2 separate regions of the Gasterosteus aculeatus genome follow, and region 1 is linked to region 2. Evidence: chromatin contacts called from public Hi-C data. All regions are on one chromosome and are shown on one strand. The core of a region is the stretch at or near the end of the contact, and the rest is flanking DNA. Distances in the headings are between cores, read along the strand shown.

Evidence for each region. Hi-C and Micro-C count contacts between places; a contact is called where the count stands out from the background.
Region 1: a contact with region 2 is called in a Hi-C map of skeletal muscle, with 3 times the contacts expected there. The contact joins the promoter of ndufa10 here to the enhancer-like site in region 2. A contact is called at or near these places in 4 of 6 Hi-C or Micro-C datasets (skeletal muscle, tail fin and whole body).

The regions. Positions count from the first base shown.
Region 1 is chr16:18,234,455-18,241,216 of fGasAcu3.hap1.1, reverse strand. ndufa10 (NADH:ubiquinone oxidoreductase subunit A10) reads right to left here and starts at 1,966. Exons shown (of 11, transcript XM_040200870.2): 1 at 1,944-1,966; 2 at 1,237-1,493. The coding sequence starts at 1,311.
Region 2 is chr16:18,135,751-18,142,684 of fGasAcu3.hap1.1, reverse strand. It overlaps kalrna (kalirin RhoGEF kinase a), which reads left to right. Exons shown (of 66, transcript XM_078090612.1): 19 at 837-1,003; 20 at 2,336-2,455; 21 at 3,622-3,690; 22 at 3,815-3,964; 23 at 4,053-4,202; 24 at 4,455-4,569; 25 at 4,660-4,775; 26 at 4,974-5,096; 27 at 5,454-5,636; 28 at 5,731-5,852; 29 at 6,151-6,217; 30 at 6,309-6,418; 31 at 6,525-6,594; 32 at 6,693-6,782. Among protein-coding and RNA genes, the nearest start is that of abcb6b, 36 kb to the right of the region's middle. Within about 2 kb of position 3,009, at least 2 of the 9 cell types and tissues checked have open chromatin away from gene starts, as enhancers often do.

The sequences.
Region 1 (6,762 bases), core at 717-3,216, 100 kb before region 2:
TCCTGCGATCAATAAAAACACACAACCTCAGATGACTCCAACTGCCTCCAGGGGAAGGTCCAGAAGGGGCCGAGTCCCAGCGTTTATTTGTGCGAATTCTTATCCAGGTCGTCCCGACTGGCTGTATTTTACAAGTCATCACAATAACATTTGGATGGCCGGCTGCAGAAGGTCAGACCTGCATCAACAACACCAGCAGCGCAGCTCGCTGCTCCCGTCTTAAAAAAAGCGTTGCCAGGGGCAACAACTCGCACACCAGCCGTCTCGGTTTCTCTCCACCGGATGCTCAACCCTCAAAGCTCCTACATGCACCTTACTGTATAGTGGTACCATATAGGTTGCGTGTACGTATCGCGTACTGTACGTGTCCTTTGTATTTATTAGCTTTACAATGGGCAGTGTTTATAGACACACAACACGTATTCATAGTGTGTGTGAGATACAACGAAGTAAATTGACTTAGTTCATTAAGCTGCACTATGGTTAGCCACCAACCACCAACAGGTAAGATATGGTGATTTACAATGTAGCGTTCCAATCTGGTCTATCGTATTGTCTTAAATGTATTTCTTCGTAAGTGGTCGTGATGTACGTCGCTGTATAACCGTCAGTAAAGGAGATTCGCGCTAATCAAAATGTGTGTGTGGTGAGAGGCAGCATGTTGTGTTTCTTCTCCTTCTGGATCCTGATGAGCTGCGGGCTGCGTAGCACGTCTGCCTTTGGATCCTTTATAGTTTTGCTCGACAGGGTTCGAATCCAGATTGTTACAATATTTCAATAAATAGATTTTCTTCAATGTATTTCTTCATACGCGTCAGTGATGTGGTGCTCACTTACGTACAATCGGTACTGCTGCAGTGGATGCGTGATGCGTTTTGTAAAATGTTCTGCAATAGGTTTGTGAATGCGTGACGAATCAGGCGACCGAGGCAGAAACCAGTAGGGACGTAACACCGAACAACACCCTCGAACTGTGACATTATTGACGATAAAGTAGAGCCTCTCGAAGCGTATTGCTTAATACATACATAAACATATGGTATACACACGTTAATACTGCTTACACACATGTAAGTTTTCTTAACTCTCAACTGCCAGTGACTTTACGAACAAACTGACAGCTGGCCCGCAGGCGCCCGAGTGTGATGCTAGTGCAGCTAGCTAGCGGTGCTAGCTTGCCCTTGTAAACTTGACCCACCGGACCGGAGCAGATGTGCGCGTGTTTCCTGCTCTTACCTTCGGTGCAACGTTCACCCCTTTAAGAGCAGTCGCCCCCGACGGGGCGATCAGCCGGATCACCCTCAGGGCCATGATTCAGCTGTCCTCCAAAAAAGAAGCCTCCGAGCTGACCCGAGAAACCACCGCTACCCGGCGCCTGAATTACACGTCAGAGGGCTTGAGGGCCTTCGCTCAGTCCGGGCTCCTCGCTCACGCGTTCAGTACGGCTCGTTAATGCCTGATTTTCTTTCGGTTTTTGTATGAGCCAAACACGTCTGAAAATACCAATACAATACGTAGCAGAAGAATGCAAACTAATAGATACAAAAAATAGATGGATTTATTACAAACGTTTTAAATATATAATTATTGAATAAGCCCTTTGTCGTTTATCGATTAATTGTTTTGTCAATCTTCTAACATAGGCACAGTGAGATATTCAAGCAGGTTGTTTTTGTGAGCAAAAGCTTCCAAAGTCAATAAAAAATTTAGTTAATAATGTAAAATCAGTTTATGGACAAAAGCTTTCAATGTCCGCATCGGATCAAAACGAATCAGTAAATGATCAAATTTAATTCAAAACACAAAACTCTAACTAATTTGATGACAACCTTCTAATTGATCATTTTTGATTGTCTAATCAAACACGTATGTTTCCCGTAATAATGACTATTATACAGATTAGTTTAAGTGTTTTAAATTGTGATTATAGACTTCACTCTTACTTCTTAATCTGGTCATATAATCCTCGGGGGCCTCATGAGTTATTTCTCCATGAGTACAACATAAATACCTGGTGCATCGCTGTGTTTTCACCAGTACGTGGCAGTATTCATTTGATTTAAAAATAAATCCACACGTTTTACGGTAATAGCGTTTGGAGTTGATGTTGCCTTTAAGGGCTGCTGGTTAATACTGAGATTATGTGTGACAACGTTAAAGTTTAGAAATAAAATATTACTACTGCTACTTAAACCACCAAAAAAATCCATCACATGCCAGGATTTACTCTCAGTCTTGACCCTTTATTTTAGGAAAAGAAAACACAGGTACATTTAGGAGTTGAGACGCTCAGACTTCATGACAAAGACCTTTATTCAGTCCCCCAAAAACTATTATTACAAAATGTTTATATACTATTTTACAAGTCCATTTAAAAATCTGACATAAGTAAAAGTAAGTACTGAAAAAAAACCCTCCCCCCATGTGGGCTGGCCCCTCGACTCGCCTCCCCAATGTAAGCGGGAAGAGCTCAAAGTTGCTCGAAGACAGACGGGATAAATAACTCATCTGGCTCTGCTTCCCCTCAAGAGATGTAAACGGACACAACAGCACACGGAGCGTCCGTAAATGTATCCGAGGGTTTGTAATGCGATGGTGTGAACAACGGGATTCAAACCACAAAAACGCACAGACAGAAAAAATCATGCCCCCCCCCCTGAGCTGAGCTCATGAAGCAACATGAGCTCAGTTGTATTCCATGTTTTTCTTTTGTCACCGCGACCCTGAATTCACATGAAAAGGGGCGGCAAAAAAGAATGTCCAGTAAGTAATTATACGAATGTTTCTGGCCCAGCGTGGACATCTGTTTCTAATCTCCATAATCTGGACTAGAATCCACAGATCGTGGGCGTAGACCTGCTGTCTCATCAGGTGGAGGTCGGAGGAGATGCTGTTGATCAGATCAAACAAACGATCCCGACGAATCGTCTTCCACTCACGGCGATGAAGGCTCCACGTGATCACCTTCTTCTTTAGCTCCGCCTTCTCACACCTGACGCCCTGCCGACGAACTCCACGCGGCCGACCATGGAGACATTTCTCCATGGATGGAGAACCCTTTGGCGCAAACACAAGTTGCGACCAACCGTTGACCCCGCGAAGAAAGGTCGGGAAAGTCACCGTGAACTCTGAGGCCAAGATTACATCTGGTCCAGTTCTATGAACGCGGAGGAAAGCTGCGTCCGTGCTTCCTGTCTCGTCTCCTTTAGGCAACACTGGAACTGTTCTTTTGGAAAGAGAAGGAGATAACCCCGTCCCACAATCCCACGCCGCAGCAACGATTAAAAACAGGGTTTTTATTAGTCCGCCGTTATCTTTCCTATTTGGATATTCATGCCGTCGCAGCAGGAACCAGAGTAAGTAGTCAACAGTGGAACAACAATGGTCCACATTCAGGCCTGCCGGCGGTGAGGCCTGCAGGAGGTTCGGCGAATCCATCTCTGCCAGATTTCCACTGTTTTTTTACAGCAGTTTTTTTTTTTTGACAGTTTGGACCGGCTTTAACGGTGCCAGCGGGGAGGAGGCGTTGTTTATCATTAAAACATCTCGGAGGCATGGCAACGGCGAAAAAAGAAGAAGTTCATATTCTCTGCTGCACTCCACACCTTCCTTAAAGCATCAAGAGAAAGCAGCAGCAACGTGGCGCACGACACATCGTGCAGAAATCAGTTCTCAAAGTGGAGAGGAAATAGGTGTCAGCACTCATTTATGCAGAGTTTCTCTCTTCTCATTCTTATTAATGTTCACGTGTCATTCTTCTTCTTGCATCATCATCGTGTCCAGTTAGAAGTACCTCTATATTCCCTGCAGATTCAACGTAATGCCATTGAGAAGTTTCTGTTTTTAGTCTCCACAGTGAAACACATTAAATATAACAGAGAACGCCTTTCAGCCCCCACAATCCCCTCCTGGCTGCTCGCACACGATGGCGGCTATTTCAGACATTTTACAGAGATTAGTGGATTTTTTGAGGTATTTAAAAAGTGCTTTACCAGCACTGACCCAGATAAGCAATCTGAAGTTTAACCACAAACGGTCCACGAGATGAAACCCCGCAACCGGCGCCGCCTGTGCACTTCCTGTGAAGCCGTCCTCCCCCGGGGAGGGACGCGGGACACGCCTCCGCTCCGCTCCGACCAACGCAGACACCGTGACACCCACCGGGTGCTTCCCGCGGGCCCTCGGTCGGCTTTAGCGCCGCTGCGGTTTGAGGGCGCAGTGGGTCTCGGGTTGCATCTCACTGCGTTATGAGCTGCGACCCCCCCCTCCCACCCCGCCGTCCTTCCACGCCGTCCTCCCCCCCAGAGGGCAGCGGGCCTGCTTCTCGTCAAGCCTCCGCCTGTTTGAGTTCCAGCTCCAGCACCTCGGCCCCACAGGAGCCGACCCTCAGCTCACAGCTTCCATTGCAGTAACATGTAGGGAACATTAAGGCTACGACTACGGATCCCTTTTGGTTCATCGTTGTTGGGCTTTTGGTCTCCCTTTGCACATTCTTTTCTTTGGCTTGTTTAGAAACGTTTGCGGATGATGAATCGCTTCATTTGTTAAGTTTGTCGGGCTGTGACACCTCGTTCACGTCACGCTATCTCATAATAATAACTCACGATACTCTAAACAATGAGATAAGAGGCCATAGTTTTCATTTAGAAAGTAATCCGTCGCTATTCTGAGAACTCATTTACACTTCCTTCAATGTGTGCGAGGCTCATTGGCTCAGCGCTGAATACTCCGGGACAAGACCCGACTCTTCAGGGGAGGAAATCCAACCGGTTGATAAACCGGTTGCAATGAGTTCTGGGGACGTGACGCAGTGGGGGGAGGACAAAGCCGGCGGTGAGGTGGAGGGCCTTCCTGAGTGGAAACCACTGGGTCCATTTGAAGCCGATCTGTCTGCAGATAGCGGGGAATAAAGACATGGAGCCCCGCGTTGATGGCTGTCACAAAGCAACGTAACCAGACAAGTAAAGAAGCTCGGCGCGGGCTAACGCCTGGAGAGGGTTGCACAGCGTTTCCCGCTGCTGCTCAGTGTGTGTGTGTGTGTGTGTGTGTGCGTGCGTGTGGTGCAGGTGAGCTTTAGCCCTCAGGGACAGCAACTTTTAGTTGATTCTGCTGCCTTTTTAACGAGGATCCACTAGGATCCGCTAAGGGCCACCGGGGGGTCACTATGCGGCGGTCAGGGCCGTTCGGACTCAAATCAGCCCTTTTCCTCGTCTGTTCTTTGGCCTTCATTGCATCTCAAACACTGACCTCCAGGGAAAAGTTTGAAAAGCATCTGCAGATTAATTCCTCACCCGTTATTACAGTTATTACCCACAAAGGTTAGAGGCAGGCGGAGAGGTGAGTCATCTGGACTGTGAGAGAGCCTGGAGGGCCGACTGAGTGAGACTCATCTCTCCCTTGTTCAGGGGAAGGAGTAACTTTTCTCCTCCCCCGTTGGAAGGAGACTTTGAGACTCCCGTCGTCTTCACTAGCTGTATATTTCCAAGTCATGCGGTCTCCTAAATCTCGGTCCCTTCCATTTGCTCCAACCGCGACATTGTCAGGGAACCACAAATTATGAGCCATGTTTTCACTGTTTGTTTCGTTCTGTGCCACCGATCGTTACCACGGAAACGTGGCCCTCAGCTCTGAGCCTTTTGGGGAGGGGGGGGGGGGTGTTAGGGTGAAAGAAAATGAAAGCTTAAAAAGGCCAGTTTACCTTTTTGTCAAACTCTAAAATCAACTTAAAGACTAAACGCCTAAACACCAGCTTTGGATACCGACAGGCAGACCTGTATGTCCTCAGAGACGTGACGGCGCTTCACCTCAGGCGTCCCTCCGTCATTATTTCCCCCCCTCCTGATGGAAGCCCCCCCCCCCCCCCACACACTTCTTCTCTTTTCTTTCAGATGTATGCTTTGAAGTTTCTCGCTGAACAAACACTAAACGCTCTCTTGCTGGAGACGACGCGACGGGAAACAAGCCTCCGCGAGAGTGGAGCTCTAGAGGTGAGACTGTTCAAACCAAAGCCACAGACACACGTGGGGGCATTTGTTAACTTTACCTGGGAATTTAACAGGAATGTGTGGAAAGTATTGACGTTCCATGCAGATAACCAACATTTTAGCGGATCACAAGCAGACATAACCCGTGAATTTGCCGATTAGGAAGTTCCCCTCCAGTAAGATGTTTCCCAATAATGGATACACACGACGAGAGAGCGCTCTGCTGAATGCATCACATGGTTACAATGCAATCAGATGGGAATACTCTGACATGACAGCAAGGTTTTACATTTGGAAATTGTACAAAAATTCAAGAGCCATAAGTTGTATAAGTTGTTTTGGTGTGAACTTGACAGACAGCTGTTATGAGGAAGTAGCGTTTGCACGAGATAAGCGCTGCTGTCCACCGAGGAGCCACGTCTGCTCCGTAATCCATAGATCTGAATGGGAGTGAATTCCTTTTTATATGCAGTTTAGCGAAGCCTTTGTTCCAGGGTCTTTGATGTATTTGACTCAGCGGCTTCCTATCCTGGTGTGACCCAGCTTTGATGAGGAGTTAGACGATGAGCCAATAATTAAATATGATTTCCTGCCTCCCATGATTTAAGTGGGAGTCTCGGTCTCTTTGCAGTTCATTTGGTCTCTTTATAGGCTTTTTTTGGCTCCTCGTAGTCGTCGTTTTTATGTGTCTCTTTTTTTTCTCCTTTTCATAGTCAAGTCTCTAATGTTTTTTGTGTCTATTTGCTGCTGTTTTTCATGTTTTTCCAGTGGTTTTGGT
Region 2 (6,934 bases), core at 1,760-4,259:
TTTACATTTATAGGTCATCATGCTTCTTCCTCTCATCGAAACATCTGAACCGAGAAGTGACGCATTTCATGTTCATTTCCACTTAGAATATTGATTCCATCAAAGGAAAGCGAGCTCACACAATTACATTGTGTACACTAAGTGGTCAAACCGCTTTTCCATTTGGATTCCTTTGGCTTTCCTGGGATCCACATCTGGATTTACAGCTGTGCTCTGAGCAGCGAGGAGGAGAGGGAGCCCCGAGGCTTTGGCAGTACCGTGAAAATTAAAGCACAAAGAGAAGCGTGTTGGGAGGGACGGGGAGAGAATTAGGTGAAATAATCCTCATACAACACACACACACTCAGCCCATCCTCTGGCAATAGTTACCGGACTCGAGTAGAGAGAGACCCACACTAATTGTTATTCAATGCTTCAAAAAGTCAAACATCTGCAGCTCAGACGTGAAAACCGTGTAATATTAATGAAGTAATCCGCTCCAGGAGAGGATCAAAGAGGCGTTTACTCGTCATCGTGACCTCACCCTCTGAATTGTGAACATTTGGGTTCCTAGTCTGGAGTCTGTTGCTGAGGACTCATTGCTCCCCAAGCTACTCGCTGTGCCGCTGGTATCCGCGCTTAGCTCAGCATCAACGCTAGACACACCTCCACAAAAGGGATGGTTTGTTAATCCTGCCTTTACAGAGCTGCACGGGAATTAATACGAACGAGATCATCCAAAACATCACAAAACCCTCCCCCATCCGTCCCTGGAGAGGACTGTATTTGGCCCGTAACGAACGTGACCCTCACACCTTGTGTGTGTGTGTGTGTGTGTGTGTGTGTGTGTGTGGCAGGCATCGAGCTGACGGGGGAGAAGGACATGGACTTGGCCTCTCAGGTCCAGGAGCTGTTGGAGTTCCTCCACGAGAAGCAGCAGGAGGTGGAGCTCAACGCGCAGCTCACGCACGCGCGGCTGGAGCAGATCCTGCAGCTGCGCCACCTGCAGGCCGAGGTCAAGCAGGTAGGTCGCCGGCGCTGCACTGAAGACATGTCGTCACCCCCCTCGGAGGCCAACACGTGCATCATTTCCAGCGTTGCACCGGAGTCGTCTTTTGATTTGAAAGTATTTATCTAAATCACATCGGGGGCGTTCACTCCGAGCCGGAGGAGATGGGAAAACTCTGAAAAGGAAATAATACGATCGGATTTTATTATTAGAAAGAAGAAAATCTCATTTCGAAATGACGAGAACAACACGCGGCCAAAGCCGAGGAGACGGCTCGTGGGTCCTGGTTGCAAAGACGCTTCTGCAGACGGGAATGTGAACACGCTGTTGTTGGAGACAGGAAGCACGCTGCTGCTACAGATGGATCCAGCTGAATCATTTATGAGCTTTATGGCGACGTGCTAACAGCCCGCACGCACACACATCTCTTCTGCTGCTCTCTCACCCTTCCTTATTAACTGTAATTTGCCTTTCTAGAGTTCCATAAACAAACGAAAAGCAATTAGCATTACTAATGTGGGCGGGTTTAATCTCAGCAGTCCGGCTCATAAGTGAAAACATGAGGCGTGTTCTAGGCACCGATCACCTTCACCTTCTGGATCGCTCACTGGACGTTCTGCAGTCGGAGGAGCCCTCTGGTGGCTCAATGTGGTCACTGCGCATTCTACAGGTTTAGGCTCCATTCCAACAATATGCGGTGGTCTAATATTGGCTCAGGAGTTCATTCACCGCGGCTCACCCTCAGGAAAAGCTGCCGCGCCACCGATCCTTCTTTAAGGAGGTATGACATCATACCACGCCGGGGTTCAAGGACCTCGCCCTTGACTCGCCTGGGATCCATGCTGTCCGTCTTGAGCTTCTTTATGGCGACTATGATGCTACCATGCTTCCTTTCTCGTCTCCTTTGGCGTAGGAAACACTTGAGCGCCCTCTACCAATGCAAAGGAGGGGAATGCCGTCCCACAATCCCTTGCAGGAGCCCATTTCTAAGGGGACACAGCATTCGTCATTTTACGCTATGGATGAATTAAAAAACTTGGATGTGTGGTTCTGCTTTGGATAGAATTGTACAACGAGAGGTTGGATTCTCTCTACGCTCACTTTCCTTTTCTCAACTTCTCCTTCACCTCCTGCTGCTCCACGAAGTGTCGGATGAGGGACACGGATTTGAAAGAAAGCTCATTCTGGTGTCCCTCATGTCCAGCTGCTCCGTTGATTAACCTCAGTCAGTCAGTGTGGATTTTATTCTCCTGGTCCACCCAAAACAACCCGTTCGTCTTCGGACAGGAACCCCGACGCCAGTCGTTTGTAAAATCCCAATGTAACTCTTGTGTGTCTCTCTAATAGGTGTTGGGTTGGATCCGTAACGGGGAGTCCATGTTGAACGCCAGCATGGTGAACGCCAGCTCTCTGTCTGAGGCCGAGCAGCTGCAGAGGGAGCATGAGCAGTTCCAGATGGCCATAGAGGTACACACACACACACACACACACACACACACACGCACCCCAATCATCGCTGCCCGGACCAGGCTTACTGTACTTGAGTCATAATGATTTCAGCGTGCATCAGGTTTGAATAGTAGCAGATGAGTCTCTGAGACACACACACACACACACACACTGTTGACCAGGCCTCCATAATCATTTGATTCTGTATTGATTTTGAAGAGAAACAGATGCTCACACATGTGGTTTGTGTGTGTGTGTGTGTGTGTGTGTGTGTGTGTGTGCGCGTGTGTCACTCCTGGCGCTCCTTTTAAAAGTTGACTCCAGAGGTGTGTAAGCACTCACAGGGAGTAGAAGAAGGCTGTTGGTCAGCACTGTTCTAAGCGCACACGCACGCACACACACACACGCACGCACACATGCACGCACGCTACACCGTGTGAGTCCAGCATCCTCCACCAGACTGATGTGAAACACACGCATGAATAATAAAAGTCGTACATTCGTGTTTTAGAACGTTGTTACGTTCAAGCAAAGGAGGCGGGGCCTGTTTGGAGTAATGGAATGTAACAGACTTCATAAAAACACCCCCCACCAGGGGCGTGGCCATGGCCACCATTGGTCAGAGAATGGCCACCCTGCCCCCCCCCCCCCCCCCCCCCCGCAACCTCACGGCACGGCAAAAAAAAAAAATGTAAATACAAAAAAAAATCTCCTGAACAGAAACGGTATAAAGCTGAAATAAATGCATTAGTATTGTTTTTATCAAGTCGTCTTATGTTGTCATTTGTCACTTATGCTACAAGCCCCATATTGATTTTACACTTTAAACGATTCTCCATCACAAATTGCCGGATTAAGAGTGTTATTCTTTTACAAGAAAGCATTGCCTTCGTATTTGTAGAGGGAATCAAGAATAGACGGATAAAAAGTGGCTGTTGGTTTTAGACGAATTGAATCCTTTGCTTCTGTCAATCACAGTAAGCCCCGCCCTTAAGCCGCCCCTGCTTTATGTTCTATTTGACTCTAGATGGTCCGTCATTTACAAAACGAACATCGTGGGGTTTGCAGAAAACCGGCTTGAATTTGCATGTGTGTGTGTGTGTGTGTGTCACGAGTTAAATGAGAGAAGAGCGGCTAAAGGCTAATGAACCAATGGTTATCGCCTCCTCCTCCTCTCCCTCCAGTCTCTCTTCCATGCCAACTCCCTCCAGAAGACCCACCAGAGCGCCTTGCAGGTCCAGCAGAAGGCTGAGGTGAACTCCTGCTCTTCGCCGCCGCCCCCCCACTGAGTGCCCTGCGTTATCCTGCTCACTGCATTCCTGAATGTCTCCATTCCCTCCCCTCCTGCTCCTCCTGCTCCTCCTGCTCCTCCTGCAGATGATGCTGCAGGCAGGCCACTACGATCCGGAGGCGATCCGAGGCTGCGCGGAGAAGGTGGCGGTTCACTGGCAGCAGCTGATGCTGAAGATGGAGGACCGGCTGAAGCTCGTCAACGCGTCGGTGGCCTTTTACAAGACGTCCGAACAGGTCTGACACACACACACACACACACACGCGCACGCACACGCACAAAGCCGTGTCCGGAGGCCGGGGCTGACCCGTGGCGTGGCTGCAGGTGTGCAGCGTGCTGGAGAGCCTGGAGCAGGAGTACCGCCGCGATGAGGACTGGTGCGGCAGCCACGACAAAGTGGGAGCGTCGGCGGACTGCGAGCACCTCCTGCCTCTGATCAGCAAACATCTGGAGCAGAAAGAGGCTTTCCTCAAGGTGACGTAACGAGGAGAACGCACGCCAACGTCGCACGGCGTCAAATATACAAGTCTGATGAGATCACCGGATAATTAAAGCTAAAACCACTTGGCTGCAATGCTCATAAAACTTTAGAGGGACTAAGATAATAATAAATGATTCTACTGAACACTCGCTGTAGCTTGATATCACTGTTGAGGACGGGAGGGGGGCGGGGCCTCTGAATGGTCGAGCGTCGGCTGGCGTAAGCAGCGTGACTCTGTGCCGCAGGCGTGCACTCTGGCCCGGAGGAACGCAGAGGTCTTCCTGAAGTACATCCACAGGAACAACGTGAGCATGCCGGGAGCCGCCGGCCACACCAGAGGGCCCGAGCAGCAGGTCAAAGGTCAGTGCACACACATATGTATTATATGACGTGTGCTGCGTGTTCAAGGAGGACGCTCACGTAACCGCGGCTGTGCGTTCTTGTGAGCAGCCATCCTCAACGAGCTGCTGCAGAGAGAGAACAGGGTCCTTCACTTCTGGACCTTAAAGAAACGGCGGCTGGACCAGTGTCAGCAGTACTTGGTGTTTGAACGCAGTGCCAAACAGGTCAGTGTGTGTGTGTGTGTGTGTGTGTGTGTGTTTGTGTGTGTGTGTGCGAACAAAAGGGAAATAATTCTGGCTGGATCGGCTTTGGGGGGAAATGTTCAGCACTGAAGCGACATCTGGTTTATATCATCAGCTTTGTCTGTTGTGCGCGTGTGCGTGTGTGTGTGTGTGTGTGTGTGTGTGTGTGTGAACGCGCAGGCGTTGGACTGGATCCAAGAGACGGGTGAAGTTTACCTGGCCACACACACGTCCCCCGGTGAAAGCGGCGAGGAAACGCAGCAGCTCCTCAGCGACTACCGTCACTTCAGACTCACCGCCAAGGTACACCGTGCGTGTGCGTGTCTGTGTGTGTGTGCACGTGTGTGTTTTATTGACCCGCTGAAGAAGCCAAACCGGTGGATGTCAAATGTATTTTGTGGATATTTGCACTCGTTGTGAGGCCTGATTACTCTGAGAAGGTTTAACGGTCGGCTGGGTCTCTTTCCCTCGTTGCTAGGCAACCGCGGACCACAACCCCGATGGTCAATGCTACAGTTTAAACCAATGAGTTAACACACAAACAAACTTCCCGACAATGAGAATAAAATATACGAGTGCAACACTCAGCGAGATCATACAGGAAGTGTTCTGTTCGACATCGGCGAGTCCTCCACCGTGTCTGTGTTCTCCTTCCCACAGCAAACCAAGGACAAGGTGAAGCTGCTGATCCAGCTGGCGGACAACCTGGTGGAGAAAGGCCACGCCCACGTGTCGGAGCTGAAGCGCTGGGTCAGCGCGGTGGACCGCCGGTACCGGGACTTCTCGCTCCGCATGGGCAAGTACCAGGAGAGCCTGGAGAGGAGCCTGGGCGTGAGCTCCGAGGTGAGATGGCGCCCCGCGACTCTTGCGTTAGGCGCTCTTCTCCGCGTGTCGGGGGATTGTTGACGGCGATGCCGCCTCTGGTTCCTCCGCGCAGGACAACAAGGACCTGGAGCTGGACACCATCCCGGCCAGCCTCACGGACGACGCCGAGGTCAAACTGCGTGACCCCAACCCCGAGGTCAACGAGGAGAAGAGGAAGTCCGCCCGGAAGAAAGAGTGAGTGAGAGCGGTCTCCTGGTGTGACGAGGATTCCGTAGGACGAAAGATGGATGCGTGTTATGACCGGTTGCCCTTGGATACGCACAGTTCGGTGGATCCGGACGGGTCCGTTGCGTTCGTATCTATCAGTGCTTTTAGATGGCGCTCCGCCTTTACGCTGTCGGTTAAGGCGGAGGACAGGACGGCGACGTGGGTGAAGCGTTGCCGTGGCGACCGCAGTGCAATGACACAATGTGTGGCAGAATTCCTGCAGTCTGATTCCTCCTCGGGACGTTTGCTGCGGTCTCCACCTCAGGTTCATCATGGCGGAGCTGCTGCAGACGGAGAAGACCTACGTCAGAGACCTCCAGGAGTGCCTCGAGGTAAGAAGGCCTCCTCCCGTTTGCTTTCTGACGCCAAACAAACGTCCCCCCCCCCCCGCGTTGCTCACGCGTCCGTCCGTCTGTCTGCCAGACCTACCTGTGGGAGATGAACAGCGGCGCGGAGGAGATTCCTCCGGGCATCGCCGGCAAGGAGCACGTCGTCTTCGGCAACATGCAGGACATCTGGGACTTCCACCACAAGTGAGCGACCGGCAGATGGGACATATTTCGCATCCCGTGAGTTCTTCACGGCTCAGTTATCTAACCCTGTGCCTCTGATGGGACGTGCCTCGGTGTTTCTGTCCAGCATCTTCCTGAAGGAGCTGGTGAACTACGAGCAGCTACCAGAGGACGTTGGTCACTGCTTCGTCACCTGGGTGAGAGGCGGCCGCTCATCTTCCAAAGAGGAGGGCGGGCCTGAAAAGAGCACAACGTAGAATAAACCCCCTGGTCCTCTCTCCTCCTGTTTCCCCAGGCTGATAAGTTCCACATTTACGTGGATTACTGTAAGAACAAACCCGACTCCAGTCAGCTGATCCTGGAGCACGCCGGCTCCTTCTTCGACGTGAGTAAAAAACCTTTTATTCCATCGGCTCGTCAGAGAAAGTGTGTTGTTCTCCCGCTCCACCAGCAGGTGGTGCTCTTTGATCATTGAAGAAAGTCTGTTAGATTCCCACCGTTCATGCTGCCCAGGCGTTTTATTTATTTGCATCGGCG